Linked DNA regions of Mus musculus: region 2 is linked to region 1. A link is a contact called in public ChIA-PET data. All regions are on one chromosome and are shown on one strand. The core of a region is the stretch at or near the end of the contact, and the rest is flanking DNA. Distances in the headings are between cores, read along the strand shown.

Region 1 (3,984 bases), core at 935-3,434:
AACAAAGGTATCTTTACTGTTAAAAAACTGGACTGTGAGTTAAGGCAAGAGGATCATGAGTTCACACCAGCCTAATCTATAATTACACTGTAATTTCAAGACCTGACACATGGCACTATTACCCAAATCTTCCTTCAAAACAATAAACTTGGAGCTGAGCATGAAGGCATGGGACTTTAATCCCAGCACTCAGGAGGCAGAGGCAGAAGCATCTCTTGTTAGTTCAAGGCCAGCCTGCTCTACATAGTAAGCTCTAGAACAGCCTGGACTACATAGAGAGAGACCCTGTCTCAAAAAAACAAAACAACAACAACAACCACGAAGAACTTGGGAGGCTTGAGATGTGTCCAGTGATTGGGAGCACTTGCTGCTCTTGCAAAGGACCTGGCTTCAGTTTCCACCACCCACGTGATGGTTCACACCCATGTATGACGCCAGTACCAGGGGACCCAATGCCCTCTTCTGACCTTCTTGGGACCAGGGCTGCATGCACTGCACATACACGCATGCAGACAAAACACTTGTACACGTAATTTATTCAAAACAGGATTTCTCTGTGTAGCCTTGGCTGTACCGGAACTCACTCTGTAGAGCTGGCTGGCCTCAAACTTATAGAGATCCACCTGCCTCTGCCTCCCAGGTGCTGTGATTAAAGTCATGCACCACCAATGAACTGGAGAGGTATGACTGAAGAGATGTCTCAGGAGTTAGAGTACTTGCTGCTCTTTCAGAGGACATGAGTTCAACTCCAATTCCAAAGGGTTCAACACCCTCTTCTGGCCTCTGATGGCATCAGGCATGCATAGTCACAGAAATATACTCAGACACAACATACACGTTACAAGTCAAATAAGAATGTATTGGACTTGGGGGCTGAACAAATGGTTCAGTGGTTAAGAGTGCATATTGTTCTTTGCAGAGACCCTGACTTCCAGAACTAACACCCACAGAAAGCAGCTCAAAACCACCTGTAACACCACCTCTGGAGGATCTGACACACTCTTCTGGCTACCATGGGCCTTCAAACATATGTGTGCATACACAAACTATGTGTGCATATACAAACACAGATACACATAACTAAAATAAGAATAAATATTTTCCAAAACAACACTTCAGATGAATTTCTAGACGGTATTTAAAGCAAACTCACATATTATCCCGAAAATAAAAAGGCCGACTCTGGGTGGCTACCATCACTATCTTTTTTCCCCAAAGAATAAAAAACAGAGAGCTGAAACTTTTTCCAGTTTGGTGTAACACTTTTCTCCCCTGCATGCTGGTGTTCTGACAAGCTTAAGAATAATAAAAGTGTGTGTAAGTGTGATTGTTAAATATCTTGTAGATTAGCTGAACATCTTCAGTGGTCCAGTAAATTAAAAATTATTTCCAACTTGTATCTGTCTCCTATGCCAGGGACTTTCAAACAATTTCACTTTCAAACTATTTGAATGTCCACTACATTGAATTATTGAAGTTGGAACTGAGGTTTAAAAAAAAAAAAAACTACTTATCGTAACAGGTGATAAGAGATGACAGCTGTCAAATACAGAACATCCGTCTGTACTCGCCGTGTTTTTATTCCTGGTAAACCAGGATCCGCTCAACTCCTATAAATTATTCTAAACAAAATAAACAAATAAACTTCCTTGTGTCACAGCTGACACTCGCTTCCAGGAAGCTGATTCAAGCTGAAGGCCCGAGCAAACTTCTCCCTGCGAAAGCCAAGTGTGACATTCTTCCACGCAAAGCTTGAAGTCGGGACTTTAGGAAGCACTCCAACAGAGATGATTTGGGACAAGGCTGTACACGAAAGTAACTTTTAACGCCCCGTCCAAATCAACTTTCTTCTTCCTTCCTCCCTTCCCCCAAGAGTCGGGGGGGTGGGGATGTGAAATTGCCGCGTAGCAGCCACCTCCCTGCAGCTGCGTCCCTGGTGCGCCCCGCACCCTAAGCCGGGCCCCTCGGAGCCCTCTGCATCGTCCTCCCCATCCCGCACCGCGGCGGCGCCCCGTTCACACCCCCGCCTGCAAAGCCTCTGTAGCTGCACGGCCTCCCGGGCGGCTCACCATCGCAGCCCCACGACCGAACAGGAGCAGGTGGGCAGGCCCGTGGCTGGGGTAATTCGTTATCGGGGCTCGGGATCCATTGGCGCCAACAACTTCTCCCGCGAAGTAGCAGAAGCGCGGGCGGCGGCGCGCGGCGATGACGTCGGAGGCGCGCGTTCCCCGCGGCCCCGCCCCGAGGCGGGAGCTGCGCACTGGGTGCAGGACCACAGCCCTAGCAACCGGAGGGTTGCTACCTTGTAGGACGGCGAGTGCGCGTGCGATCGTGGCCGGGAGACGCCCAATTTGGGATCTGAGGCTGACTTCCTCTAAGCCGGGTTCCCAGGTGGCTTCCTTCCTGCAGTACACGCACGTGCTGCAAGGGCAGTGCTCTGTAGCCGCTTCCAGAAGTTCTTACTGCCACCACGGTAGGATGAAGTGTATTCGATGCGCCCCGCAAAGGTCAACTGTTCTCATCAAACTTTACACTGATTTATTTTATTTTTAATGTTTGACCTATTGATTTTGGCTCAAACTAACAGACCCTTAGTGAATGGACATTTTTTTTAACTTTTTAATACATTTATCTATTGAAGATGGAATGACAAGCTGTGGTCAGAGAACAACTTTCAGGGAACCTTCCATCACGTGGGTATATGTTTGCATTTAACGGACTGTTTACAGTAAAGGCATTTTGTTTGTTTGGGGGGGTTGTTTTTCTGAGGCAGAAGATCATGTGACTTGTCCAGGTCCCAAACTCCTTATGTAGCTGAGAATGACCTTGAACTTCTGATTTCTCTACTGCCTCCCAAACGCTGAAATCTCAGATATATGCCAACACTCCTGCTTTACACGATGCAAGGGATCAAACTCAGAGCTACTGTGAATGCATGCAACCAACTGGGCAACCCTCAGCCCCAATGTCTTTGCTCTAAAACTACCAAGCTAAGAGAACTAGCCCCCGGGACTGGAGAGATGGCTCAGCGGTTAAGATCACTGACTGCTCTTCCAAAGGTCCTGAGTTCAAATCCCAGCAACCACATGGTGGCTCAAAACCATCCGTAATGAAATCTGATGCCCTCTTTTGGAGTGTCTGAGGTCAACTACAGTGTACTTACATATAATAAATAAATCTAAGAAAGAAAGACAGGAAGGAAGGAAGGAAGAAAACTAGCCCCTTAATTCCTTCCTAAAGCTTCATTAAGTCTCTTAAAGAATAGTCAAATCTTTGACATAACCAAGACACGCCCACACAGGGGAAAAAAAAAAAAAAAACAAGAAAAGATTTAGGATAAGCAAGCTTTGGAAGCTGCTCTTGCTATGAAACTCTAGTGGGCCTGCCTCCACCACCCCACTGCTGGGATTATAGGGGTGGTAGCCCACACCTGGCCAGCAAGTTTCCTATGAGTAAATGAGCAACCTGGTTGTGGAATAGAAATTAACAATTGCATATAACTTTAAGAGAAAACGTGACTATCAAAGAATTTAGTGTAGAGGGCAGTATCAAACTTTGGCCTTGAACTTTGAAATCTTTTTCTAACCACTTCTTGTTGGGTCTTGTCATTTTATGACACCATATCTACTGGGAAAGACAGTAAAGCCTTCAGGAATACAAGAGTTTGTATTTAAGTAGATGTCTATTGCAACATAATTTTGGTTTTTTGAGTGAGGATTTCTCTATGTATTCCTGGCTGGCCTGGAACACAATATGGATTCGCCTGCCTCTGCTTCCCTGAGTCTGGGATTAAAGGTGAGTACCATACTCTGCATTTTTTGTAACATGTAACCCACATGCATTTTTTGCACTGTTCTGGGTTAAAATTCACCAACAATAATAATCCCCAACTTAGAAACAAGTGAACAGTCACTGGTGAGAAGGACTTCCCTGCTTAGGTCCCTCTGAAGCCATTCGTTCAGTTCCTGCTCTACTATGTAATAG
Region 2 (3,984 bases), core at 880-3,379, 120 kb before region 1:
TTGTTATATAGGGCTGGTGAGATGGCTCAGTGGGTAAGAGCACCCGACTGCTCTTCCGAAGGTCCAGAGTTCAAATCCCAGCAACCACATGGTGGCTCACAACCATCTGTAACAAGATCTGACGCCCTCTTCTGGAGTGTCTGAAGACAGCTATAGTGTACTTACATATAATAAATAAAAATAAATCTTTAAAAAAAAAAAAAGTTGTTATATACCGTTATTTTACTTTCTAGCTTAGTGATGATGGATTTGATATAAATTTGCATAGACACTAAGGGCTTTCGTGGGAGTAGAATCTCTTGTCTGTTCAGTCCCATGGCACATAAGATTAGCATAACTAATTTTTTATTTATCTGTTTTGAGAAGTCCACATGTCAGCAAAAATTGCCTTTTTTTTTTTCTTCAGGAAAACATACTAAGAAAATCACATGTGGATGTTGGAATTCAGAGAATCTCCTTGCTTTGGGAGGTGAAGATAAAATGATTACAGTTAGTAACCAGGAAGGCGACACAATAAGACAGGTAACACGCCACCATCTCTCTATGTGAGATGTTCATTTTTCCTTGTGGTAAACAGTTTTATGTCAGATTAATGTATAAAAGTTTATTTAAGTCACTGTGGAATATGCTTATAATTCCATATTTTTAAAGATGCTGATTTATTTTACTTTTGGTGTATGAGTGTTTGCCTGCAGTTATGTGTGTATACCGTGTGCATGCTTGGTGACCACTGAAGTCAGAAGAGGGTGTCGTCAGGTTTCCTGGAATTGGAGTTACAGATGTTTACTAGCCATCTGTGGGCACTGGGAACTGACCCTGGGTCCTCTGCAAGAGCAACAAGTGCTTCTAACTACTACGCCAGCTCTCCAGCCCCCAGTTTTATGTTTTAAGGATCAGAAACCTTTGTCTGTTCCCATGCATCCATACACACACACAGCACCCAGATACAAGTGGGCACACAAACTTTCACACTTGCATACGCACACACACACTCACACACACACACACACACACAAATCCTTTTTTACTAGGATTTTTTTCTTTAAGATTAATAAGTTAGCTATTAAAGGAAATATATTTTCCCCTTTGATATCAAATGGATTATCAGCTCTGTGGTTTCAGACAGTATGTTTGTGAAGTTTTATGCATGCATGCTGATAAAATGGTAAGAACTAGAGAACTGTGGACTCCAAATCAGGCTTCCTGAGTCTAAAGCTTTAATGGATATACCTTTAATGGATATGTTAAATAGTTTCCAAAGGAATCCTGACTAAATCTCAATTAAGATGAATTCCTTCTTCTGTTGAAATTTCCCAAACTTGATTTGATCCTAAGAGGATCTCTTCTTCAGAGAATCTGCATTGTCAATGGCTACCTAGCATCACCACTGGGAAAATTATTCCATGAACCACTATCTATTCCTCAGTACCCTGGTGTACTGTCTTTACAGTCCATACCTCAGTGCCCTACTGTACTGTCTGAACTAGGCTGCACTGACTGAAATACTCTTGGAATATCTGCTTAGGCACAGCACACAGATAAACCTTCCTTGGTCTGTACTGTACAGACAGTTGGAAATGTGATGTATTTGTCAGCTGTTGTTGTATAACAAAATATCTCAAAATGTAGGAGCTTGAAACATCAGTGTTTCATTGTTGTTGACAAGGAATCCAGATGCAGCTTCTTGGAGTGCCTCTGCCTCAGAATCTCCCACAAGGCCGTTTCTAAGCTCACTCACGTAGTGGTTGGTAGAGTTCAGCTCCTTGCAGATTTCTGTTCCTATACAGACTCACTCTATCCACTGTAAGTCCTGATTCCCTACCATGTGGATCTCTCCCATGGAGTGTGCTGGAGTTGAATGTGGTTTATCACCCAAGGTTTCGTTGTCTGAAGTTTGGTCTCTCGTCTACATACTGTGGGGACGTAGGGGAACCTTGGAGGAGTTGGAGCCTAGTAGGAGGTGATGGAGTGTGGACAGGAAGGAATTCATGTAGCTCTCTTGGGACTCTTATTTACAATTAAGCAAAGGTTGTTATGAAAGGTTCTTCACCTTCACGGGACTTTCCTATTCACACACACTCCTGCCGTGATACTAGGTAGTCTTCTAAAAGACACATGGCCTTTCATGATGAGTTACCAAATTTTGTGGTCCAGCTTTTATGCTTTATAGCTTTGGGAGGTGGTAACAACCAGTACACTTTAGACTGTGAATCTTTAAAAGACAGAAGACAACCTGAATAAGGCAGAGTGTGGGCAAATGTTATCACAGAGGTTGGGAGTGTGGCTCAGTTCACGAGGCTCTGTGCTCAGTCCTTAGGACCAGTAAATAAGTAAGTAAATAGTAACAGAATTATAAGTTTCGAATTATAGGGACTGTAAGAACATGACAGTTGTCGTGTTGTGGTTTCCTGTCTTTCTCATGTAGCAGTAAGGAAGTGGGTGGGTTACCCAGAATGCCATCTCCCTTCCATCTTAGCTTCTGGCCTTTTCCAGGACGCATCCTTACCTGCCAGCTGAAAGCTCCTGCCTCAGGGTTCTGTCTGCATTTCAGCCCCGGGAAAGGGAGAGAGGGAGGCAAAACATTAGAAATTAGTGGAGAAGCTGAGCCAAAAGCAGCCTTGTTGGTTTCCTTTCCTGTCATAGCCCAGCCATATGGTCACACCCACACGTGTGCTTGTGCACGCGTGCACATATGGTGGACATGAGTACACATGTGTGCTACAGCATGTGAATGGAGATCAGAGAACAATTTTGTGGGGTCAGTTCTCTCCTTCTGCCTTTATATGGAATCTGGGACTTAAGCTCAGGTCATTGGGTACATATGCTAAACACTTTTTGTCCACCCAGCCAAGTCACTGCCTCAAACTAGTATACTTTCTAAGATTCTTCTGGCCTTCTCAACGCTGTTTGCTCCGACATGAGCTCTAGTCACCTTGCAGTTTTGATCATTCTATTCTGCTGCCCTTTAGAAACAGAACATTAGATGCACTGTTTACTGCTGCCCCGCCCCCAATTCAGGTGCCCACACTGGACATCCCTGGTGTGTTCTTGCAGTTTTTGGTCCCCTGAGTCATGAATGACCTTGGGATACTTTTTTCTACAGAGCATCACAGGAGATCATTACGTCTTGCCAGTATTTGCATACAAGATAACTGTTTGCACTTTCTAACCTTAAGAAGTCTCCTTCTCAAAGTAGGCATACCACAGAAAGTGTCACTTGTAGGCAAAGCATACCGCGCACGTCTTGTCTCTTTTGCTGTGTGTCTGCTGTGGTTCAGAAAGTCATCCCTCTGTCATTTCTGTTCGCCCTGCTCAGCATCTATCTTGCTTCTGGAGGCTAGAGACTGTTCCGGTGGCTCTGTCTTGTCTTGGTTGTGCAGCTTTAGGGGTTGAACCTAGAGCTGTGTGCTGTGCCAGCGCCCTAACCCTGAGCTGCACCCCAGGCCATTATCCTTTGCATTTGAGACAAGGCCTCCCTTTGTAGCTCAGGCTGCCCTGGAACTCATTACAGAACCCAGGCTGGTTTTAAACACATGGCCATCCCTCTGCCTCGACCTCCTGGAAGTCTTAAATTGTGAAAATTCTATATTTTGCTTTTAGAAAATACTTGGTAGTTCTTTTAAAACTCTGCTTGAAATATCTGGAAAGGCAATCTACACATGTATAAAATAATTAACACACGGTAATGATGAAACAGTATTACAGAATATGAGAGCCACACTGAGACATCATTGCTCATCTGTCACACTGAGAGGTGACATATGACATGACCACTTGTTCTATTGGGGAAGCTGTAGATAAAAATGATACGGTCCTTCAGGACGGACCTTTGAAAAAAGCTGACAAAACTATACACGTGGTACCAGCCAAACAATACCATTTCCAGACCTTCACCCAGCAAAATACGTCTCCTACAGCACACGAGTACAGTCTGCCGGCTGCAGAGATGGCTCAGCAGTTACGAGCACTTGCTCTTGTCAAGGG

The links. ChIA-PET counts read pairs in DNA pulled down with a chosen protein or histone mark.
Region 2: an RNA polymerase II ChIA-PET map of memory CD8 T cells shows a contact between it and region 1, with 35 read pairs. The contact joins the enhancer-like site here to the promoter of Rfc1 in region 1. A contact is called at or near these places in 9 of 39 promoter capture datasets (the 3T3-L1 cell line, 3T3-L1-derived adipocytes, the HPC-7 cell line and 5 more), 2 of 484 Hi-C or Micro-C datasets (embryonic stem cells and pre-B cells), 3 of 115 datasets of contacts at active chromatin or transcription factors (the SCID.adh cell line, effector CD8 T cells and memory CD8 T cells) and 3 of 9 other capture datasets (adipose tissue, liver and pancreatic islet).

The regions. Positions count from the first base shown.
Region 1 is chr5:65,333,455-65,337,438 of GRCm38.p6, forward strand. Rfc1 (replication factor C (activator 1) 1) reads right to left here and starts at 2,185. Exons shown (of 25, transcript NM_001347357.1): 1 at 2,070-2,185. The coding sequence starts at 2,072.
Region 2 is chr5:65,215,397-65,219,380 of GRCm38.p6, forward strand. Wdr19 (WD repeat domain 19) reads left to right here. Exons shown (of 37, transcript NM_153391.2): 6 at 407-522. Among named protein-coding and RNA genes, the nearest start is that of Wdr19, 18 kb to the left of the region's middle. Within about 2 kb of position 2,130, at least 32 of the 459 cell types and tissues checked have an H3K27ac peak or open chromatin away from gene starts, as enhancers often do. A contact at or near this core is called in the HPC-7 cell line, the SCID.adh cell line, effector CD8 T cells and 2 more, where this site is marked.